Linked DNA regions of Mus musculus: all the other regions are linked to region 2. A link is a contact called in public promoter capture Hi-C data. All regions are on one chromosome and are shown on one strand. Each heading gives the region's core, a stretch centred on a gene start, on an enhancer-like site or on the middle of the called end of the contact. The rest is flanking DNA. Distances are from core to core; before and after follow the strand shown. Region 1 holds the start of Tnfrsf19 (tumor necrosis factor receptor superfamily, member 19). Region 2 holds the start of Fdft1 (farnesyl diphosphate farnesyl transferase 1). Region 3 holds the start of Ccdc25 (coiled-coil domain containing 25).

The links. Promoter capture Hi-C pulls out the DNA fragments that hold promoters and counts their contacts.
Region 1: a contact with region 2 is called in a promoter capture Hi-C map of pre-B cells, with 3 times the contacts expected there. The contact joins the promoter of Tnfrsf19 here to the promoter of Fdft1 in region 2. A contact is called at or near these places in 3 of 39 promoter capture datasets (the C10 cell line, liver and pre-B cells).
Region 3: a contact with region 2 is called in a promoter capture Hi-C map of neutrophils, with 3 times the contacts expected there. The contact joins the promoter of Ccdc25 here to the promoter of Fdft1 in region 2. A contact is called at or near these places in 2 of 39 promoter capture datasets (neutrophils and pre-B cells).

What each region holds. Positions count from the first base shown.
Region 1 is chr14:61,045,470-61,048,169 of GRCm38.p6, reverse strand. Tnfrsf19 (tumor necrosis factor receptor superfamily, member 19) reads left to right here and starts at 1,315. Exons shown (of 10, transcript NM_013869.5): 1 at 1,315-2,055. The region is part of intron 2 of Gm41167 (a long non-coding RNA gene); the gene reads right to left.
Region 2 is chr14:63,176,216-63,179,139 of GRCm38.p6, reverse strand. Fdft1 (farnesyl diphosphate farnesyl transferase 1) reads left to right here and starts at 1,253. Exons shown (of 8, transcript NM_001360211.1): 1 at 1,253-1,457. The coding sequence starts at 1,359.
Region 3 is chr14:65,835,817-65,838,611 of GRCm38.p6, reverse strand. It overlaps Ccdc25 (coiled-coil domain containing 25), which reads right to left and starts at 1,310. Exons shown (of 9, transcript NM_145944.5): 1 at 1,128-1,310. The coding sequence starts at 1,155.

The DNA of each region.
Region 1 (2,700 bases), core at 66-2,565, 2.1 Mb after region 2:
AACATCTGGGTTACCTCAGAGAAAAGTCAGCCTTCTTGGAAATAGTTTGCCCCTGATTTCATGAGTCCTTGGAGCTCAGGAGCTCTGTAGGTACAGGTGTCTTGGGATAGTATGCAAAAGCATGCCTGCTCATTTGAAGGATGTGAGGCTGGGTACATTGTTCAATTGGTGGAGTGCTTGTTTAATATGCATGAAGCCCTAAGTTCAGAAACCATAATCACATAAACTGAATGTAGCAGTGGATGTCTGTAATTCCAGCCTTTAGGAGGATCAAGAGTTCAAAGCTGTCTTTGAATAAACAGCACTTTTGAGGCCAGCTCATGACACTGGAGACCCTGTCTCGAAAAGGAAAAAGAAAACAAACAAGTACAAAGTAAGCCCCATGTGTCTCAGGGACATTTCAGAGATGGAGGGCATGAACAGGCCCTGGGGTTCAGCCTCCACCTCCCACTGGGGAAAAATACTGGAAACCAAATAGATCTATTTAAGTGTTACAATGAACTCACAAACCAAGTATTTTGCCATCAAGATTTACACAGGAATCAAAGACAGCTGGAGATAGACAGGGCATAAACTATTTTTAAATATCACACCAGGAAAAATGAGATGCAACTGATAAGAGAAGGAAGTCACAGGAAGGAAGTGGGTTCCTCTAAGGGTGCTGCAGATGATATTTTTCAGTGCCCTTCTGCAAACAGATGCAGTTCCATCATATAATGGAAATCTTTTCTCTCTCCCAGAATAAACAGCTCCATGTTCAAAAACATGCCACATTCCGACCACAGTGCTTTACCAGCCTCGTGGGTATTCTAAACAACGGACACTAAGTTCCGTTTTACAGTACAGAAAATAAGGTGGCGATTTCTCAGCTGGATCCAAACTGTGATTTGTGCTTTGCCTGGGACAGAAGCTGTGGAGTGATTGCAAGCAAATGCTTTCCTCTAAGTCACCTTTCTGTGACTTTTAGGAGTCGCTAGAGGTATCCATGATTGCAACTCAGAAGGAAGGCATCCTTTGTTGTTGTTGTTTTATTAGGACCCCAAATTTAGATTAACAAGCTTCTGACCCAGGTGTCCAGTGAGCTAGTGGCGGTATCTCTGTAAGTTGTAGTATCCACTCCTTCACTCAATGAAAGCCATACTTGACTGGCGCCACCTGTAATACTTTCACCAGGAAAAGACATTTTACTAATTCTTAAAGACTTGTCGCAGTATGTGTGTGTTGGGGTGGGGAGCCGCGCGCGTGGGGTTGGGGGTGGGGAATCAAGCTTTTTAAAACGTTTGCCTGTGACCCTGGCGGTGTAAGGCAGGTGTTCGGAGAAACGGCCTAATTAAACACTGCTGTGCCGCTCTGCTGCGTTTCGGACTACCCTGCTCTGGTAGGGACTTCGTGCTTTTTGTCACAGGCAGCGGCTTGATGCTGTCTACTGGAACCTGCAACGATCCAGGACCTTACAGGCCCGGAGCACAGAGGCCCAGAGCAGTCCTGGTGTGTCCCTCCCAGCCAAGAGACACACTGCAGGGCTGTCGCGGGCGAGGCACAGACCAACGCGACTAGAAATCAGGCTGACTGGCTTCTCCCGGCCAGCCCCACGGCACGGCATGATGTCATGGGAGCTGCCACTCAGCGAGATGAAAGGGATGCGGCGCAGCAGCGCTGGCACTAGGCAGCCCAGCTGGGGCACCGCGAGAGAGAGCTGCAGATCCAGCCGCTCAGCCCAGGCTGGGGAAGCCTGCTCTCCAGAGCTGGGGCAGAACAACGTGGCCCACGTTTAACAAAAGAACCAGACGGTAGCGAACTTTCTAGATCTGCGCGCGTAGCGAGTAAACTCAGCCTTGCCTTTGATGCGCAGCAACTGATCGGCGATCAGATTACAGGCACTCCATCTCCTAGTTCGCCTGCCTTTGATCTGCGCGGGTAATCCATTTTCCTGGATTTGAAGTTTGTCTGGGCTTGCGCCCACACACATTTTTGGGAAGGTAAAAGCGTTTGGCGCGGAAGTGCTACCAAGCTGCGGAAAGCGTGAGTCTGGAGCACAGCACTGGCGAGTAGCAGGTAGGCGTTCGTGTGTGGTTGGAACTTTCACTGCGTTTTCCTCGCATGTTCAAAGGGGGAAAAATGGCTATCAGCTCCCAGCAAGCATGCCTGAAGCCAAGTCCAGCACCAGGCTGCGTGCACGTGAAACTGAATTTGATTCTTGATGCAATTGTTTCGCGGTTTGCACAAGAGTTTGATATCTGTCATGCAAATCTTACTTGGAAGTGAGTAGTTCCAACAGGACAAAAACAGAGCCTCGCTAATGTTTGTTGCCAGCAGGGTTTCAGACGCTGGAAGCTGGGCTGGAAAACCTCCTCTTACTTTATTTAGAAACGGTGGGATTCTGTTAACACCCCCTCACTCCCACCCCACCTTCCTTTCTCTTCCCCTATCTCCCCCCACCCTACGGAGCAAAACTCCTCTCTAGCAATCCTAGCAATATTACTACTTTATTCTCCGGCCTCCGGGAGATGTGAATCTATCGCACATGTGTCCTTGCCATTCGCATTCCCAAGGGAATCTCTGCAAAGGCATTTAGGACTGAAGCCTTTCAAGTGTAAAGCGGAGGAACTCGGAAACAGGGAGCGCCAAGCTGCGTTAGGTTTGGCTAAAAATACCCAAGCCAGGCTCTGTAACCTCTGAAAATAGGAGAAGCTTTGTTTA
Region 2 (2,924 bases), core at 4-2,503:
CCCTATTATTCTCTCGTCTTCCCGCCCCCACTCTTCTTGAACTTGTCTTTAAAACTAGTCATTTTTCTTCTTGATCTGTCAGTAGGTTTAATTAGGGTTACTAACAGAAGTATGGGCAACTTACTAGCAGACATACCACTTAAAATCTTTGTCTATCTTTAGGTGATACAAAGGCACCACCGAACTTGATGACCTGAGTTCTATCTCCAGGAGTCAAATGGAAGAAGAGAAATGACTTCCACACATGGTATGTGTGTGATAACACTTATGCTCACATCAAAATATAATAAAAAGGTGTAAGTAGAAATGAAGGCTAATTGGAACAGTAAGAATTATGACTGTAAAGGGGAATGTAATAAAAATACATTATATAAGTGTATGAAGACTTCATAATAAAACTTATGTATCATTTATGCTAGTAACTTTTTAAGTCATTCCACCAGCAACCATCAACTACCAATAGAACTGGGAGGGAGCCCTTCCTCGCTCCTTGCAATCCTTAACTGGGGAGAGCAGGAGGTATTTGTTCCCATCACATCCCTGGGAGGCCCAATCTCGGGCAGATTTTGCAAGCACTACATAAGTCCTGGTTCACGTCAACTAGAACATCGAGAGGTATTAAGAGCTCAGTTCCCTTTGTTTTTGCAGCTTTGAAAATGGGATCCAAGAATCATCGCCATGTCGTCTCACAAAAGACGGGTGGAGAAGTCTGAGAAATACTGTGCGCTGTCCCGCTTGGAGTTTCCCGGGGCTCAGCAAAGCCCCGGTAAACTCGAGCCCCTGTAAACTCCTCGGAGGAAAGCAAGACTGTTTTATCTGTTCTCAAGCCGCGAGGCGCGTTTCCAGTCCCTGCTACCCTTTCACTCTGACTCGGCTTTGCCAGCCAACCCCTTAGGTATATCAAGAGGTGAACTCAGACTGGAGGCCGAGGTCCCTAGGATCGTGCAAAGCTCTCAAGCCTTTCGCGGAACTCCAGAACGTCCACGCATGCGCCTCGCTCGCTGCCAGCCTACGACACGCAGGAACAAAGGCTCTCTGCTGGGTACCAATCGTGTTCGCTGGCTGCTTTCCAGCTCTCCAATCAAATTCTAGGGTGTGGTCATCGCGCCAGGCTCCTCCGGCTTCCGATTGGTTAACGTTTTCCTGGTGCGAGCAGCTCTGGCCAATCAACGTCCGTCAGTCCACTCCGCGCGTCCTAGCCTGGAGGCGCGAGCGGCGCGGCCGGTTGAGGAGGGCGGGAGGTGGGCGGGACGTCCGGCGCTGGCCCCGCCTCCTCGCCCTGCCCACTCCCCGGCGTCTAAACACAGGTGGGAGCGGGAGATCCCGACAGGTGAGCCCCGCGCCCAGCAGTCGCAAGGATGGAGTTCGTCAAGTGTCTAGGCCACCCGGAGGAGTTCTATAACCTGCTGCGATTCCGCATGGGAGGCCGGCGGAATTTTATACCCAAGATGGACCAGGTAAGTCGAGCATCCCTGCTCCCTCGCAGGCCTGTGGCGGCTTCCCGCACAAGAGGTCTCTAGAGGATGGATGGTCTCTGACACCCTGGTCTTCACGGAAGGCGGGATCCCTGCCTGGGTCGCGCACCCCCACTAGGGCCATGTCCCCCCCCCCCCCCCCCCGCCTTTCAAGGTTTCTGTCTGTTCAAGCCATTGCTTTTCTTGGTAGTTTGGCTGCGTATTTTGTTCTTCTAAGCTTGGAGTTATTTTTACCTAAATGGGTGCGTTCCAGAATTGAGATTAAAGAGAACACGGTTGAGAACAATTTTGAGAACATAAGGAACCCTGGAGGAGTTATCGTGCCTATTTTCACTGGAATGAAACTTACTTCGCCCCACCCACTCCTTCCAGTTTTCAGACATCACCTCCCGCATAAGCTTACTCACCTTTCTGCAGCCACTATTTTATTCCTGGGTGCTTCCTACGGTTTTTGTTGTGTCCAAGTTCCTACTAGTTATTGGCTGCCAGAGGCCAGAACATGTTTGTTTTTTTGGTTTTTTTCGTATTTCATTGGTCTGTTCCCTTTCTTAAACGCGTGCTTTTATGATAATACTTACTCTGACAAAAGTATGTAACTGTTGCATGATGACACATCCAGTTAACATCAAAAACTTAAACGTTTCCCCTTCACTGGAAACATCAGGCACTGTATTTTATTTAAAGGTATTCTTAATTGGTGCCCTTGCTTTTCTCATTCAGAATCCTCCCTTTTTTAAGATTTAGCTCTAACAAGTGCTCTCAGCCATTCAGCAGACCCTGGACACCTGTCAGTGATGGGCACTCTGTGGGGTAAAACATGGATAGCAGTGTAATTAAGGGCATAGACAGGGTCCACAAGGAAATGAACGCCAAGAGTAGGTTTCAGGGGAGAAGAAGGTACAGTTGCCAGATTCTTGCACGGATAAGTAATCAGAGCAAGAGCAAGAATCTGCTTTATAATCCAACTTGAGCTCCTGACAGCTCCAGTGACAGGTAGTTCATTCTGACCTGCAAGGTCTCCTTACCTGCCTTCTCTAGCACCCTTTAACTTAGACCCGTGATCCCAGAGCCACTTTCAGATGCAAGATTCTTTATTTCAGTCTCGCAACAACTTCAGGGTTCTCTTAACTCGGTTCTGAATTTTATTTTTTCAAGACAGGGTCTCACTGTGTAAGCCCTGGCTGTCTTGGAACTCACTTTGTAGATCAGGCCAGCCTTGTGACTCAGAGATCCACTTGCCTCTGATCCCCATCTCAGCCTCCTGGCAAATCTGAATTAGAAGCGGCTTGAAAATAATCTTTTCTTCATGTACAGGCCTTTACTGCCTTGAGCAAAGTAGCTTGTCAGAAATGTGTGGGGGTTGGGGATTTAGCTCAGTGGTAGAGCGCTTGCTAGGCAAGTGCAAGGCCCTGGGTTTGGTCCTCAGCTCTGCGGGGGTGGGGGGGGGAG
Region 3 (2,795 bases), core at 61-2,560, 2.7 Mb before region 2:
CTAGGTAGTACATGCCTTTAATCCCGGCACTGGGGAGGCAGAGCAGAGGGTAGCATGAATTCAAAGCCAGCCTGATCTACACTGTGAGTTCTAGGCCAGCCAAGGGCTACATAATGAGATCCTGTCTCAAAAATAAACAAACTAAAAAGTACTAAGAGACAAAACCACCAAACAATAACTCCAGATCTGGGGACCTAGAAAGTAATGCCAACGTCAGGGAGCCTTCAGGCAGGAGAGTCTATGTTTGAAGCAACCTGAGCCACTCACTGTCTCAAGAAGGGGCAAAAATCAACACAGCAGCCAACTGTGTAAGTAGGGCACTATGCTAAGGAGACAAGACAGACTGCCCCTCAAGAGACCTGCCCGGTAGCTCAAGCAGACACCTTTTAATACCACATGAGAGCAGTCCTAAAGGAATGTTAAGGGGGGTCCAGAAAGAAATGCATATTTTATCTTGACGAGGAAACTGGGTCTCACACAGTGTCTTCAAAAAGGCAAGCGCTATTTTAATGGGGTGAGAGTTTAAAATTAGAAATTGATTCTGGACAATATGGGCAGAGAAACTAAGTTGACGCGGCATTTCCTGGAAACCGAAACAGCTCTTTCTGGCCTTCCAAAACCAACCCAGTAGCCTTAGCAGACGTCCACTGGACCATCACCTCTGCCCAGGGAGGGGCTGTACTAACATTCCAGCCCTCCGATTGCTCTCCGCGGCACCCCAGGCCCTCCCTGCGTAGGAGGGCAAGCTACTCTTCCTGCAGGAGACATCTGCTGGCACCTGTCGCACTGGTCAAGCATCGCTCCAAGGTGCGGGCAGAACGCTAGGGCAAAGGCTTGCGACGGGGACGTGGGGGACTAGGCTGGAACGCACACACGTCCAGGAAGCGTTGGCGGGTCTGTCAAGTGGGGACGAGAATGATTACCGGGTATAAAGAAAGCGGGGGCGCATTCCCGCCGCGACCACCGGGGCCAGGGGACGACCAGGCAGCCGAGGGGACGGCCAAGCAGGGAACCAGAAGGCTCTGGGAGAGGTGCCCGCGGAAGGACGCGGTTCAGGACTAAGTCCAAGCCCAGCGCGGCGGCTGGGGAATGCCGGCTTTGGAAGCAGGGGCCCCGGCGTCACTCACCGCTGCTGCTGGTGAAGTAGAACACCATGATCCTGGTAGAAGAGTGGCGACTCCTACTCAAAACGCGAAGCTTGAGATACCGCCGGCGCGAGGGTGAGCCGGCTTCCAGGCTCTCCTCAGGACACTTCCGGCGGACGTGCCGTCGCGTCACAACGCCGTCCTGTCAGCGCCATCTTTAGTCCTGGCGAAGGGAAGGGTGTTGGCGGAAGAGCAGGTGTCCCGGGGATTTTGAGGATTCCGCTCAAGCGTCTGGTTGAAAGAAATTAGCTGGGGAAATACATCTTGTTTGAAGTCATAAAGAAAAAATACTAAGGGCAGACTTTATTTTCAGAGGCTCTACTAAGTGGACACGAGAGTTGGTCATCGCTTTTTATGTCTTCCCACTCAACCCAATATGGGCTCCATGCGTGCAGAAACTGCCTTTTTCATGCATGGTTAAGGGTCCCTGTAACCATTTCCTCAGGAGGCACTCAGTAAGAACCAATTTTTTTAAAAGATTTATTTATTATTATACGTAAGTACACTGTAGCTGTCTTTAGACACACCAGAAGAGGACATCAGATCTCATTACGGACGATAGTGAGCCACCATGTGGTTGCTGGGTTTTGAACTCCGGGCCTTCGGAAGAGCAGTCAGTGCTCTTTCTTACCCACTGAGCCATCTAACCAGCCCCAAGAACCAATTTTTAAATAAACTCATTCTCCCATTACTTGACATAGGTGAGGGTTTTGTTGTGTTTTTTGTTTGTTGACTTGACCAAACTAGTCAGAATAGAGTTAGGTAATGTTCATCAAACCCTATCTAAGCCTGAGATGGCCTCAGCAAGAATACAAGATGGAAGAAATGCTGCACTGTCTTGCCCAGTCAAACAATGAACTAAATTGCATCGAGGACAGAAGGTTCTCAAATGAATTGTTACTGTTACTACCCAGAGACACTCTCCTTTTTTGGGATTCCGAGTAGGGCTATTTTTTGTTCCTTTAAATCTAATGTCTGCTCCTTATTACCTACAAGACTGAACAAATACCAAACTTCTGAAGTTCAGAACCTCTTGCTATAAATTTACAAAATTCCACAGCCTTCCTAGGTTTGACTTGGAAGTTTTTCTTATTTCTGATAAAGAAAAAATATGAGAGTCCATTTCGGGCTGTATCCCTCCAACAAGCTCCAAAAGTCAGACCACACAAAAGGGCTACAGAAAAGGAGTTTTACCGTCCCTGGAGAGCCTAGTCTTTCATAGAGCAGGAAATTCTAGGCAAGTAGAACCTGATGGTAAAAATGTCCCCTCTTTGGCTTTAACTCTCTCAAAAGAAGAAACTAGCCAGAGTCTCCCACTAAGCAGTTTCCACTATTGTTCTAATTCTTTCACTTTACAAAACCCACTATCATTCTGGGTTTCCTGGTGCTGGTCAATGTTGTAGGCTATCCACCAGAGAAGACTGCTCCAACATGGGTTTAAACCAATAGAAAGTCTTTTTTAGTTGGCCGGATACTACACTGGATGTTTGGGATCCCAGTGCAACATTTTCTCAGTCTTTCCTCAGGGTGAGCTTTTAAACACACAAAAAAACATGTTCTGGGTTGACATTCCTCAGTTAACAAGAACTACAGAAGTCAGAAAGCAAGCTTAGTGCATTTAGAGACTTTCCCAGAACTATGGACTCTGAT